Linked DNA regions of Mus musculus: region 2 is linked to region 1. The links are chromatin contacts, called in public Hi-C maps. All regions are on one chromosome and are shown on one strand. Each heading gives the region's core, a stretch centred on a gene start, on an enhancer-like site or on the middle of the called end of the contact. The rest is flanking DNA. Distances are from core to core; before and after follow the strand shown. Region 1 overlaps Kalrn (kalirin, RhoGEF kinase). Region 2 has its middle 47 kb from the start of Kalrn.

Region 1 (7,296 bases), core at 1,616-4,115:
ATCTCCACATGACTGAGCAGCCCAGGCCCTGCCCACGTGTGAGCTCAAGTGGAATGCTTCCTTCTGATCACAGAGCACACAGGTGTTTTGTGTGTGTGTGTGTGGGGGGCTTGGTAAACAGTGACTCCAGACTACCACAAAGGAAAAGGAGGCTGCAGAGGAAGGACACCAGGTAGGTGACTCCATGAACAAAGTGCCTACTGCACACGGGTGAGGATGTAAGTTTAGATTCCCCAGCACCCACATAAAATACGGACATGAAGGTGTGCATCTATGACCCCTGTATTTGGGAGACAGAGAAAGGGAGAGCCTCAGAGCATGATGGCCAGCTCATGTAGCCAATCAGTGAGCTAGTTGAGATAAAAGCCCATGGTTCAAAAGATGAGGTAGAAACACTCAGTGTTGACCTCTGGCCTCTGTACATGCATTCCTAAGCACCAAGACATACATGCATGTACTTTCACATGCATGAATTCACACACACACACACACACACACACACACTCACACATACACACATCCCACTACCACCACCACTGGTGGGGGAGGCTGCTGGCAAGAGAGGATTAAGCAAAATCAAGCCACTGAGCATGGTTAGCATCCAGTTCTCTCTCCACCCCAGCAAAGTGGATTTGTGCAGATACAGAGTTGAGCCCCAGGCTTCCCAACTCCAGACTTTTCATATTCTCAGTCCTAGCTCTCTGCACTGACATCCGCCTTCATCTCATCTTCCTTGGAAGAGAGAGGTCCTTATCTTCCAACTGTGATCTACATGCAACATGAAGAAAGGAAACAGAGGGGTTAAACAGACAGGTTCTCAGAAGCTAGAAGGCTCTGAGACATCCTTCTCTGCTAGCCTTGATCTGAGCGCCCTAAGCACTTTCATTCTTGGAGGTAGGTGTGTGTGTGTGCACATGCACACATGCGCATGCACATGCCTGTCTGTCTGTCTGTCTGTCTGTCTGTGTGTCTGTCACAACTGCTAACTTTCTCCATGACCTTCCACAGATACCATATAAGTAGGGCTATGGGACCGTGGGAGCAGAGACTTTAAAGGGCAGAGGGTGAGCAGTGGCATGGAGGGTTGGTTGGTAAGAGTTACAGAATCGCACCCAGCTGGAGGTAAGGTTCTGAGAAGGTAGGGAGCCTCCAAAGGTCAGAAATGGCCTCTTTTCATCTCCAAAGGTGTCTCTTTTGTGTGAATCAAGAGGTCAGAAAAGGGGGCAGGATCAAACTTGTCCTCTTCAGAATAGAAAAAAAAAAAAGCAAGAATAATGAGGAAGAGGAAGTATAGAGGAAGAGCAGCATTATGCTGGAAAGCTGGGGGCAATGGATGGAACAAGGCCTCACAGTGGGTACAAAATGAAGGACCTAGCACTCAGGTGATAGAGCGTGCCAGTCCCTCTAAGGCAGGCTGCAGAACGCAGGAGGGAGAAGAAAATAAATTCATGAAGAAGGACAGATAAGCCTGCCTCAGAGCAAAAGAAGAGACCAACACAACCTTTCAAGATCAAGGTAGACTTTAGCTAATGAGGACAAGGCCATAGAACCATGGCCAGTAGAAAGCATCCCATAGGAATGGAGACGACAGAGCTTTAAAGATAGATGCTGAGAGACAGCCTCTGCTCTGGGCCCCATTCTGTGATGGCAGAATAGAACTGTCGAAGGCTGTGCGTGAGGAGGAGCTGGTGAGGGTGAGAATTGCTCTACTGCATCAGGTGATCCCAGGGAAGACGGATCCCCTGCCATCTATCCTCTGTCAACCAATAGGAGTGAACAGAAAGGGCCAAGGGCAGGAGAACAAGACTACAGATGATACAGCAGAGGTCGAAATCATGGCTAATCACAGTAGAAACAGGAATAGACTCTGGTGTCCAGGCTGAGCATCCATTAAGGTGGACCACTGATAACCAAGATGGATACTGACATTAGAAGATCAGCAGAGATGAAGCATGAAGCTCCAAGGCTAAAGTTGCTGTGCACAGGAGAGAGGAAACACAGACACATTTAGAGCATCACAGATGCATGATCTTTAATAAAACCATTGACTTGTGCAACAAGTTCTTGCCCTTTGCCTACCTGTGAAGGCTTTGGTAGAAGGAGCTGTAGAATAAGGAGGATGCAGAGAATGGGAGGGGGCTGCGTATTTTAGAAATGTCAGTGGCTCTCCTTCTGTGCAGACAGGAAAGCAGAGCTGGGGAAGGAGGAAGGCCCAGAGTGAGAGACGTTGATGTTTCATTGACTGAAGTAGGGAGGACTCACACTCTCAGGAGGCAGCAGGCTCCAGTTAGGATAGCAGATGGAAGGAGCGTGGGAGGGAGACACATCTCAGGAAGCGTACCAAAAGTCGGATCCACATACAATAGCTCTGCACCACGATTTTAATGGATTCACACAAGGTTTTTCCAAAGGGAATGAGGTGATTTTGTAGTTGGAAATGCCATGTTAGACTAGATAAAGTTGGTTATTGTAGGATTTTACAGAGCCTTAAAATGTTAATGTGCTTTGATGGATGGTCCAAGTCGAGGGTGGGAGGGAGGATTTTAATATCCAGCAATCCCCAAACTTCTTTCCTCATTTGCAAAGATCATCTTATGGAATATACTTTGAAACCCTGAGGCCCAGAGTACAAAAGGTTGTCCCTGGTAGCATGGAGCATCTCCAGAAGGTGGCCAAAGGCAGGGTGTAAGCAAGTGACAATCCTAGGGATGCGGTAGGTCCCTCACAGGAGGGCTGGGCAGAAAGAAGGGATGGAGGTGCTGTGAGTGGGAGGCCAGAACCCCACAGCTGTGAGCCATGGAGCAGGATGGGTCAGCTAGGACAACAGAGACACACCAAGGGACAGAAAAAGCCACTGTCACACACACCCACATGCCTGCATACACAAGTGGTTGGGCTGTCCTGGAGTAGTCCAGATGTCCGTTGTCATGGTAACATGCTTTGTTTTACCTGGTCAAAGCTGAGATGCTGGCAGAGGAGGGCAGGCACAGCAAATGGTCCATTTCTCTACCTACTGTGCTCCTGGCTTTGCTCTCAGAAGGAAATGTGACTGCATTATTTAACTTAGGATTTCTCTGCTTGGTTCTATTTTTGTGTTATGTTTCCTGACTCAGCGTGTATAGAATATGGGAAATCAGCTTTTGTTTTCCTTATTAGGTGCAGTCAGTCATTATCTTCCAACCACCTCCAGTGCCCTTCTCAGGCACAGAGGGCAATGTTCCCTAAGCTCAGAAGCTCCTGACCGGGCAAGCATAGATGAGTCAGGCTTGGCTCATTCAGGAACACAGCAGCGAGTGGCTCAGTGCCAGTCCCTACCTGCTTCATCCCTGACTGCCTTCCTGTCAAACTACTCCATGAGTTCAATAAGGACAACTCCCCCTCTTAGTGGGCTTTCCCAGGCGTGGTTGGCCCCATTCACATCCAACTGGCCTACACAGGAAAACCAAGCCACCAACAGTGACACAAGTGTCCCCATGTCGGAACATACAATGTCTGTCTTCGTAGTTCCTGAATGGATGCTAAACAAGATGGTGTCAGAGGAGAGGCTAGGTCTGAAAGAGCCTCTGGAGGAGGGGAAGCAGGAGAGGAGAAGAGAGGCTCAAGCTGGCAGGGATGGGAAAGCCTGAGAAAAAAAACATCTGGCATGAGATAACAGGGGCATCAGCAGGACACCCAAGTGATAACAAGGACGCCGTCTTAACAAAGGGCCATAAAACAGAAGCAAGTGGGTTGTAAACCTGTACTAGGAATCGAGACTGTGGGGTCCAAGGCAAACTGATGCACAGAGACCACCAGGGCTTCCACACAGGGTCTTGCCACAATTCAGTAGGCACTCCAAATCCTAGTTTACTTTGTCACATACATGCCTCTATGCTGGAATCACACCAGAGGATCCTCTCAAAGGCTGTTCTACTAGGCCTCTACACCTTTAATGACAAGGGCTCACTACTTAGCACAAATAGGCCAAAGCAGCTTTTGGATCTCAGTTGTCTTAACAGAAACAACTGTGAGAAAATACCAGTCCACCCACTGCCACAGAATGCACACAGTGTCCAACAAAGGCTCCTGTGCACCTAGCACATGCCTGCCTCCCCCACTGCTACAGATCACATACAGCATCTTACAAGGGCTCCTGTGCACCTAGCACATGCCTGCCTCCCCCACTGCTACAGATCACATACAGCATCTTACAAGGGCTCCTGTGTACCTAGCACATGCCTGCCTCCCCACCCATACCACACTGACTTGCTGGCCTCCCTTCTCAGGTAAGGTAGAGACAGCTATGGTTTCCCTTCCCACAGAGGACCTCCCCTCCTTTCCTTTTCTTCTGCTGCACATCAGCAGAGCCAGCAGTGCCTATGGAGTGAGTTACTATACTATGGAAGCAAGCTCCCTCATGGCCCGTGGCTCCAAGGACCATCATTCAGACAAAAAAAAAAAAAAAAAAAAAAAAAAAAAAAAAAAAAAAACAAAAAAACAAAAAAAAACGCTACCCAGAGACAAAGACTCTATCAACAAGGTGTATGCCAGGGTTATTCTCTATACAGCTCCCACTGTCAGCACCCAGCCCGGGCTCAGGATCTGCCAAGTTCTGACCAAGAAGGAATCCAATTCAGCCACCAAATTTGTAATATCATGGGAAAAATACATTCTACCTAGTAGAACATACATGGCTAGGTCCAAGTAGACTGTTAACAAGAAACAGTAGTTGGCCTAATACCCAAATTAGATGTTTTGCTAAGAAAAGAAATGAGAAACCAAAAACAAACAAACCAAAAATAAAAAAGCCAACAACCATAACAAACCAAACAACAACAACAACAAACCCCTCCTGTTTGTGACCCACTAAGAAACAACATGAAGCCCTAGGGAACCCCTGGGGTGGATACGCTCTTCCTACCGGAACCTCTCACGGAGAGAGCCCCACCAGCCCTGGCCGAGAGAGCAAATCAGGCTGCAGTGTTGTCAGGTGTGTGGTGGACCTGCCTGTTGTTGCAAGTGTCCTCCAGACTCTCCAGGTGATGTCAGGGCCCCCTTCCCTCTGCCTGTCACTGGAGGGAGGAAGCAGCCATGAAAGCCTAACTGCTAATGTGTCTCCTCTTATAGGACAGTGAGTGATCGTGCGCGCGCGCGCGCGCGCACACACACACACACACACACACACACACACACACACACACACACACACACACACACACATCTTCTTAAGGTCTACTACAAAGAAGCATACTCACCAGACACAAAGGCCACTTTCTCCTTTAGGATAGGAAGGACATCAGAAGCTTTCAAACCATCATTCCGAAAAGATCCTGTGGGACAACAAAATAGAAAGAGAGTAAAGATGTCAGCTAGGCTACAAGGTCCCACCCTCAGCCTCCAAGACCCATCAACTTGGCTTGTGCAGGTCTGCAGCCCAGCCCAACACAGGGAGAGTCCCCATTGTGATGGGGTTAAAGCCTTCTTCTCTTCTCTTGGTCCTTTTCAAGAGAGGAAAGTTCAAGTCACTTCCACTGAGTACAAAACCCAGTGTCTCAATGACATCACAGGCAGTCCTGTGGTTGAGGAGCAACTTGCAAATGGCAAGATGTTTAAAGCACATTTATACCTGGAGTGCCTAGCAGAGTGTCACACAGAGATAGCATGGAGTATGTACTGGTGAGTTAGTTCAGATATTAAAGTAGTTTACAGAACCCTGAATGACATCTTCTTAAACGGTTAGATTTCATTTTACAAATGGGAAAATAACCAAAAATCTGTTAGCCAGAAGCTAAGTTGATGATGATAACCCATACATGCCTGCACTCTAACGTTACCACCAGTCCTCAATCTTCTAAGAAAGTGCACTTTCTCTGTCTGGTTGTTAAGTCTTGCTTCCCGGTTGTAAAGTACTTTCTTGGGTCTAGCCAAATTCCTATTAGAGGGGTGGAGGCAGACACCAGAGCTCCCCAGAACTGGCAAAGAAAGATTCATCTAGAGAAACTCTAGTCCCAGAAGCAAAGGCCAACCCAGCCTAGTATGAGGAACATGGGAAGGGAAGACCAGCTTCCAAGCATACAAAGCTTCAGGCTAGACCACTGTAACCCTGGCAGTTTTCTCCAGTGCATTACAGAACTCTGAAAGGGAACCACCCACACTCATACCCTTGGAGCTGTAATTGGGGTCTCTGTTGTGTATTACCATTAAGACATCACAAAGTGGATCTCATAAAGCAAGCAGTGCTATCAGCTCAGTACAATAGGGCCAAGAACCATGGATATACCCACATGCTGTGAGGCCAAGTCTGAAATCTACAAAGAAGAGTTGCATGTTGGTTAGGCTAGTCTCTATCTCTCAGTCTCTCAACATCATATGAATTTTACCAACAGTCCAGGAATTAGCTCACTGGCCCAGGAAAAGGGAAATTTCATGCCCTGTGCACATCTAACCAAGGAAGAGAAAGAGACGTGTTACCAAATACCAGGACCCAAGGTCAGCGATCATAATCCAACCCCAATCAAATTTCCAGTGTCTGACTATTTCATTTCTTTCTTCTCTTTTATGTTCCCCTGATGTAGTGAAGCTTTTATTCAGCAATTATGTCTCTTCAGAAGCTGACACACAGTGCATGATGTGGAGTAGTAGCTACAGGCTCACTCCGCTGCAGTGAGGAAGAAACAAAGACAAGGAAGAATTCTGACTTCAAAGACACCACCTTGTTTTCTAGCTCTGTCTTTAGTTCCTTCAGATAGGCACGCTCAAACCCCATCTCCCACACCAAAGACTACATCTCACAAAAGAGACTAATTAGCAACAATTATTACAAAATTCACAAGTAGTTCCTATTACTTGCTTTGCTTTGCTTTGCTTTGTTTTCTTCCACACAAGGAACCATTTTTAGCTTCACAGCCATCTTTAACTCTTGAACTGTTTGTGGAAAATGACATTAAAGTATCAAAACAGCTTGTTTTTTTTTTTTTTTTTACAAGTGAAATACACTGTTCTTAGTTTTTAAATACTCTGCTTGCATCAGTATGAACACTTAATCTCTATAGAAAAACTAATATAAAAAATAAATTCTATCCGACTTTTCCCAGATTATTTACAAGTTCAAAGTAAGCCAGGCCTGGTGACCCATAAACCCAGCTATTCAAGAAGTCAAAGCAGAAGGGTTGCAAGTTCAAAGCCAGCCTTGGCAACATAGTAAAGGGATTGAGTATGCTATGTCCAACCCATTTTTATCTGCAGAGAGGGAGGCCCTAGTCTCATCTTTCCTTAGCTCTTCCTTCTCAGGACCCATAGGATGGCTTCCAAGTCCTC
Region 2 (7,502 bases), core at 1,950-4,449, 170 kb after region 1:
ACTATGTACCAAGCACTCACTAAATTCTTGCTGTAAGAATGAATGTCAGCATACCCTTGTATGCTTATATGCATGTAAGGACAAGCATGTGTATACAAGCACATACATGTACATAGAACTTCCTATAGCTATGCAGTCAGTAAGTTAGAAGCATAATTTCTCAACCCTTGTTTTTCCAAATCATATTTAACTTGGGTAATACTTTTGAAAATGTTATATACTTTCCTCTTTTGCATATCCTTACATATATTTAACCTCCCCCATGCTCTACCAGAAGCATTTATTTGCCTTGGGGAAGTTCAGGATAGTTATAGCAGCAGGCAGAAAGAAAATGCCAGTGCTCAGCTGTTGCTATCTGGGGTAGGATTTTTTTAGTATGCAGCTTGAATACCTAAGCCCCCCGTGAGCATATCGGGAGCCAGCCTGGGTGGACTGGCAGGGAGGATGCCTTGGACCAGAAGTAACCAGTGCTGAGGATGCAACATGGAGGGGCTGTTGCCATGAGGAAAGCAGGAGAACCCTCCTTCAACATTGGGGGAATGTGGGAAAATTTAGTCTAGAGCACACAGTAGGGCCTCAGCCATGTGTTACTTAAATATCCCATCTCAAGTCTAGCCAGGTTTGAAGGAAGGTAGTTTTAGGAATAGTCCAATAGGTCAAACAGTATCTAACAACTCAAGGATCGACAATCCCTTCCCCTCTCCAAATAAAAATAAAATAAAAATAAAACAAAACAAAAACGGCCCACTTCAGGCTCCAGAGTAGAGTTTCTATTTTCTTCTCGTCTCCTCACAGTTGGCACTAAGCAACCCCAGGCATCCACAAATCTGTTTCTTAGTGTCTTAGTGGACCAGAGAAAGGCTGCTCTGGGCTCTGGTCTAAGCGTCTGCAATGTACCAAGACTTTGACTCCATAGGCAAACTGTGAGGAATTCAATTTTAGTGCCATCTATCAACTCCATACTCAGACCTTGGTGACACCAGAGATCAGACTGGATCAGCTCCACACAGAGAGCAGGAAATGTCCACAAGCATTCCGTGCTCCGGCCTCATCCTTTCCCTGCCCCCACCACTACCAGCAGGACTCCACAGAGCACCTCTGCAGACGCAGACCCTGTTCTGGAGAGCAGTGACAAATGGGCAGGGGGTGGGGAATCTAGGCAAGCGAGCAGGTAAATCTTAACAAAGCATTAATCCAAACCAGACCAATCAAGAAGACTGCTATAAAGCGCCACTATAAAACAAACAAAACCTGGGTACAGACATATGAATTAGCCCCACTTTCATAAGTATCATGAGGTATGTTTTCTTTGCATATAATACCAAGTTAAGTGTGCAACTAAGTCACATTGCTGCCCAGTGGAAAGAAACCCCTAGCGGCTCTCAGCAGGCAGACCGGCTACTCTCTCCTGTGAGCGTTTCTTGCAAAAGCACATATCACAAACATATCACGAAACGTTTCACTCCAACTCTGCTGCTGCCAATTTCCTACCAGACATGAAAAAAATGCAGTCCTTGAGTTTAGAACGAGCTGTTGCGCCTACCCAAGTCCCCTAGCTCAGCTTTCAACCACACTCAAAACCAGAGGAGACCCCAGAGAAGAACTGACAAAAACCCCTTCTCACACAGTCAGCGGTTTTGTTTTCTCAAAGCACTTTCCTTCTACCCTCTCAGTTTATCTCACACCATTCCCATGAGGTATGGCAGGGAAGCACGTTGACCTCTTTCTTCAAATGGGGAAAGAGAGGTCCCATCTGTAAAAACAGGAATATGACCTGGCTTGGCCAATTCACAGAGCTCTTTAGTGGTGGGGAAGAGTGGAAACCAAGGCCTTCTGGATCGCATCCTTGGGTGATCATAACCAAGGGCAGACAACTGCATTTGCATGCACACTCTACAGTATCAGAGTTATCGTGCGCTGGCTGAAGCTCAGAACGCATGTGGCTTTGAGGGGCTGGTTTGGACCCAAAATCCAGCTCTTAATTCACTTGATGTACACGGTAAAAGAGGCCAAAAGGAGGTTCCACTGGTAGTCTAAATGTCACTGACAAAGCATCCTTAGACATTCCACAGGAAGTTATCTTTAGTCAACAAGGACAGGCTGTTCCCCTCTCTCCTGAGGATAAAAGCAGAAAAAAAAATCTAGAACCCACAGTTGTCCTAGTCACCTTTGAAAAGGATCAGAGAGAGGGGGAAGGGGGGGAGAAGAAAAAAGATGAGTGGCCCTTCTTGTATGATTTGAACTAAACAGTGTCCTAGAAAGGAAAAAAAAAAAAAAAAACCTAGTCCTATTCCATGGAAAATCTTGGTTATAAATGTCTATCCTTAGGAGAAAGGCAAATAAAATGTGGCACACAACAAAGTGTAACATAGCTCTTAAAAGGAAGGAAGCAGAGATGGGTGTGCTGACAAGGAAAGGCTGCCCCTGATTGTAAAGTGATTAAAAACAACTTGCAAAGTAGCACACATAGCATGATTCTTTTTTTTTTTTTGTCACATAAAAGAGAGCTGCACATTTATGTAAACACATATTTATATAGGCAGTAGGCATATCTATCTGTTAAATTCATCAAAATATGGGGGAGGAATAATATCTTCTGTGCAAATATATATATAGATATTATCATACAAAGTATCAATGTCTTTACCCTTCCACACAACTGAAGAACCTTCTGTTTTCCTATCCTCACACGAAGGTTATTTGGCCTATGACAGCCTTACTTTGTACAATGAGATACACGGGTACTTGTGTATTTTACATTTAAAGTAAGGGGAAAAAATGACTCAGTTCACAAAGAGTCTAACCATCGCTTCAGCATTTGTTTCTCATCTTAAGTCAATAACCAAAAGCAAGTCATGGACATAAAGGACAGAAGGGAACGTGTCAAGTTATCAGACAAGGATTCTCTGGGCAGTTGGGATTACAGTAGCTTTTGTATCCTTCACACTTGACGTTCTCAATCCACTACACTAAGCAGCATTATAACAGCCCTGAGATAGGAAAAGCTAAGTGTTCTGTAAAAGGATACCTTAAAACCATCTTTCTTTGTCTTCCTATTTAAATGTGTTTAACTTAGTGGCAATAAAAACATATCATGTGGATCAAGGCATGTGGAAATTCCCTTTCTGGTTGGTCCCTGGCCACTTCCCCCTCCCCCCAAGACCAAAAGATATTCAAGGAAAAGAAGCATGAGCTGTCGTGTTTAGCAGTTCTCACAGCATCCAGCATGCCCGCCATCCCCTCAGTACTGACTAGAAGACATAGTTGCACATTTGCACTTTCCTACTGGGGTTTTCCAAAAACAAACCAAACAAGCAAAAAAAAAAAAAAAAAAAAAGAAAGAAAGAAAAAAAAAGAAAGAAAGAAAGAAAAGAAAACCCACCCAGAATGCATCTCTATCTACTTTTCCAGTGCTTATGAAATATGTGGGTATTTATAATCAAGTGTTCCAAAGGATCCCCTCTGACTAATTCAGACTCAACAAATAGCTGCATTCCACAGTGTTGATTTTACAAGTCTCTTTGTTTAAGGTAGAATTGCCTGTCCACAAAAATTATTTTTATTTCCTTCACACAGCATTGAGTAACTCCCAAATGGCATACACACCAATAATTAGCTTTTGTAAGAAAAGAAAAATCAGGCCAACAAATAATAGTTAAGCAACTATTATATGTGAGGCACTGAGCTGGGTAATGAAAATATAGAAAAGTCCAAAGCAAAATAAATGTATATACAGTACAGCTGCTGCATACGGACGTGCACATTGTCCAAGCCAAGGCCTCCGGGTGGTCTTGGGGCCATCGGTTTCTATAAGGATTTGTGACAGTGCTGGTGTCCAAACAAGGATATGTACCTTATTTCCACTCCAGACTCAGTGTCCAGGACACCAGCCAGAGACATCTGAGTCCTATTTTTATTCCCAACCTAGAACCCACAGGCTGGAAAGCAATGCAGAACGCTGGCATGCTGGTCTGCTCTGACATCACTGCAGAGATCATCTGTTTATGCAATTGCCATTCATTCTCCAGAGATTATGTGCAGTCTGCTCTTCTCTCCCCAAGCTCCCAGCAGCTCTCCGAGCTTCATCTTGGTGCTCGTGCACCAAGGCAACTCAGGTCAGCTTAATAACAGCTCTAGCTTCTGACTAAGAGACCACCTAGACTCCCACATATCCACAGAAGCAGTCAGCATCCCTTTCAGAATTAGCCCCAGGAATCTCAGGATACTCTTTCCATGACATTCTATCTCTTAACATGTTCAGTTTCTACTGCTGTCTCCAAGGTTTTCTACAAAACAAAACAAAAACAAACAAACAAACAAACAAACAAACAAAAACCACAACCTCACTAGACCTGATAACCCACTAAAATACTTGGCTAAAGTTTAATATATGTGCATAAAATCACACAAATAAATCTAAATTTTCATGCACCTGTAACAAAACAAAAAACAAAAAAACAAAGAGTACTAGCAAATGTGCAAAGATGTCCTTTTGCTACCATTTAATTTGTCTCTTTGCTTTCTCCACCAAACTCCCTGAATGGCTGTCTGTAGTCTCTGTGTTCATTTTTTTACCACTGAACCGGGGTGACCCCATGACTCCTCTCCACATACATCCTGGTGGGGCTGCTAATCCTTTGCATTTTCACCACATGATGCACCATCATCCTAGAAAATCATTCTGGTCCGACACTTGGTCAAGCATCTCCTTAGACTGCAGTATCTGAGCAAGTGCTGTGCCTGTGCCACTGGGACACTGAGAAGGGGCTGGGAATCCTGGGCTTTCCCTCTGATCTAAAGCTGTGGCTTTATTCCAATGGAACATCTTCAATAGCCACCATCCCGACAGGGAGTCTGGCCAATCTCTTTCTCCAACTGTTGGTGATCAGTTCCTCCTTGCTCATACCCTCCCTTCCCGAACAGTAAGTAGACAGGGATGGAAATCCCACAGGAACTGTAGACCCCTCCCTCTCAGCCCCCTTTGTCATTTCCAATTAACCATCTGCCAGACTCCAGGACCCCCTCTAGGCTCACTGTCCAGCTGCCAACTCGACTGTGCCTGCTACCCCCACCCCGTGATGCTCATTGTCCCTGAATTGTGGGGTAAGAGTGTAGAAGGTGAGATTTTAACCACAGCCCTCATCCCTGCCTGTTGTGCCTGAAATAAATGCAACTCCAAGCTTAAAAGTCACATCCCTACCTAAGTTTGCACAGTAAAGGAAGGAAAGAAGAGAGAGGGGTGAATGGAAGGAAGAAGGTAGGGAAAGAAGGAGAGAAAGAGGAAAGGAGAGAGGGGGAAGAAGGGAGGGAGAGAGAGAAGGAGGGGCCTCCTGAATGTCACATTTTTCATAATTTAGAATATAAAAGGTTCATCTAACCAGCAATAAATAATGCTATATATGTATTATATATGTACATACACATATATAATATATATATAATATAGCCATGCTAGTCATACATATAACCATATTATACTGCTAGCAATGTAAGCTATATGGCTATTTATAATATGAATGTAACTGTCAAATGCTCTGTATATCCATAAACACCAAGCAGTCTTGAGAGGAAAGGACTTTTAATACTCATCTTATGTTTAAAGAAACCAGAATTCCGAAGTTACAATTCACACAGTCTCATGATTACTAAGTTCCTGTTCAGCTGAGAAATTCTGCTTCTGGGACTGGCCCATACCTCAGGAAACCCTATCTCCTTCTGCTCCCAGGGAGAGAAACCTGGTCTCCCTCTGGTTAGTAACAGCACCCAGATTTCTACTCTGATTGGCTATTTAGGACCACTGAGGATCCTTTGATGAAATGGAGTGTTTTTCTTAATGACAGTCCAAGTTTGTCTCTATGACAGACTTAGAGGGAACACTTTAGGGACACCAACTAAGATGTGGCATCTTCTTCCTTGTGTGTACAGTATGACTATGATCCCTCTGTACCAGCTGTGATTGGTGCCATCTCCTGGTGGCCAGGGCTCAACCCCTCTACAAGAAGCTGCCCAGAGACCTAGCCTGAGCCAAATCCCATTGTACTCTCCTCAGTCCACCTTGCTCTAGCACGTGCCTTCTGGTTTTCCATAGAAGGTGATTCTTCAGAGCCCACTAGCCTGGAGCAGATCCACTTCAGGAAAGCTAATTGTGGCTCTCCAGGCCTTGCTTCCCAGCTTTTCTACCCAAAGGCCTCAGAGGGTTACTTCATCTGGACCACACACTTCAAAGATTGCACATCCCTGACCCCTGACAAGAGAGATTCTGCAGGAGTTGTTCATCAGGCAGCCTGTGTCCTTGGGTCCTGGCTAACCAGTAATTTTACTGAGGTCTACCTTCCATCTGGTCCCTGAGCAAGAAGCATCCTCCTATAGACCAAGGCAGACCCTTTGGCTGACCTTGAGCTCTGCCCCTTCAGGCTGAGGCTGGGAATTTAGTTGAATGGTAGAGAGTGCCCGCCCAGAACACCTGAGGCCCTAAGTTGGAGCCCACAGAGCACAGAACAGATATCCAGGCTCCTCCTGGACCCTTCCTCCAGTAATTGATCTTCCCCCTCCTAAACACTCCATCTCTGCCTCCTGTGAGCCTTCTCCCTCTTCCTCACCCCAGGTATTCCCATATCTTCGTCACCTAAAAAAAGCCTTCCCTCAACTCTGCTCTCCATCCAGCTACTTCACTATTTTTAATCTTCCCTTCACAGCCAAACCTTTGCAGAGAGTCATCTCCACGCACACCCACCACTTCCTCCACACCCACTCCCCGGTCCCTTTGCAATTTCAACTCCACCCCGCCTCCACCCCGCTCCCACCCCACCTCCCACCCCCATACACGACTGACACTAACCTCACCTTTACCAATGCTCTCTCTGGCTGAGGAGCCAGTGGCTGGGCTGGCATTTGCTCAGCCTCACATCCTTCAGCCTCCCAGCAGCATCACGCCCTACTGATCACCTGATTTCCTCCAAATATCACCCTCTCCTGGTCCTCTTCCAGCCCTTGGCTTCAATCTGCAGTTCTGCCCTTGGCCTTCCGCCTTAGGTCTACAGAGGCTTTTCATTTATTAGCTCATCTACGCTGATAGCTCCAGCCACAACTTCTTTCAGGTACTTCCCAAATCTATATATCCGGCTCTGGCCTCCCTCCAAGGCTCCAGACTCCCTTAGATATTCGCATACTGAATCAACACACCCCTTAGCTATCTGCTGCCACCTGAAATGCTACATGTCCCAGAGCAATTTCTCCAAATCCTCCCTCTCCTCCTGGTCCACACAGCTGCTTCTCTGCTTCCCAACTCCTGATTTTCACCAGGGGCACATCTATCTCCCACCCACCACGCTAGAGCTTTAGTTCCAATCTCCTTGACGCCTGTACATCCAATTTGTCAGGTTCTATAGGCTCAACCTCCACAAATTCACCTCCATTCCTTGTCTTCCACGGCATCTCAAGTTCAGACTCTCCTAAGATAGCGCAGTGGTCTATCTTTCCCAACCAGAAGTCTCTTCCTCTAT

What was found. A called contact is a pair of places that touch in the nucleus more often than the background predicts.
Region 2: a Hi-C map of cortical neurons shows a contact between it and region 1, with 1.7 times the contacts expected there. The contact joins two enhancer-like sites. A contact is called at or near these places in 4 of 39 promoter capture datasets (3T3-L1-derived adipocytes, hippocampal neurons, maxillary cranial neural crest and 1 more), 5 of 484 Hi-C or Micro-C datasets (the N1E-115 cell line, cortical neurons, embryonic fibroblasts and 2 more), 11 of 115 datasets of contacts at active chromatin or transcription factors (astrocytes, cardiomyocytes, craniofacial prominence and 8 more) and 3 of 9 other capture datasets (adipose tissue, liver and pancreatic islet).

Annotation. Positions count from the first base shown.
Region 1 is chr16:34,386,801-34,394,096 of GRCm38.p6, forward strand. It overlaps Kalrn (kalirin, RhoGEF kinase), which reads right to left. Exons shown (of 60, transcript NM_177357.3): 2 at 5,235-5,309. Among named protein-coding and RNA genes, the nearest start is that of Kalrn, 120 kb to the right of the region's middle. Within about 2 kb of position 2,866, at least 37 of the 459 cell types and tissues checked have an H3K27ac peak or open chromatin away from gene starts, as enhancers often do. A contact at or near this core is called in cortical neurons, where this site is marked.
Region 2 is chr16:34,557,047-34,564,548 of GRCm38.p6, forward strand. It overlaps a transcript of Kalrn not described here. Among named protein-coding and RNA genes, the nearest start is that of Kalrn, 47 kb to the left of the region's middle. Within about 2 kb of position 3,200, at least 22 of the 459 cell types and tissues checked have an H3K27ac peak or open chromatin away from gene starts, as enhancers often do. A contact at or near this core is called in cortical neurons, where this site is marked.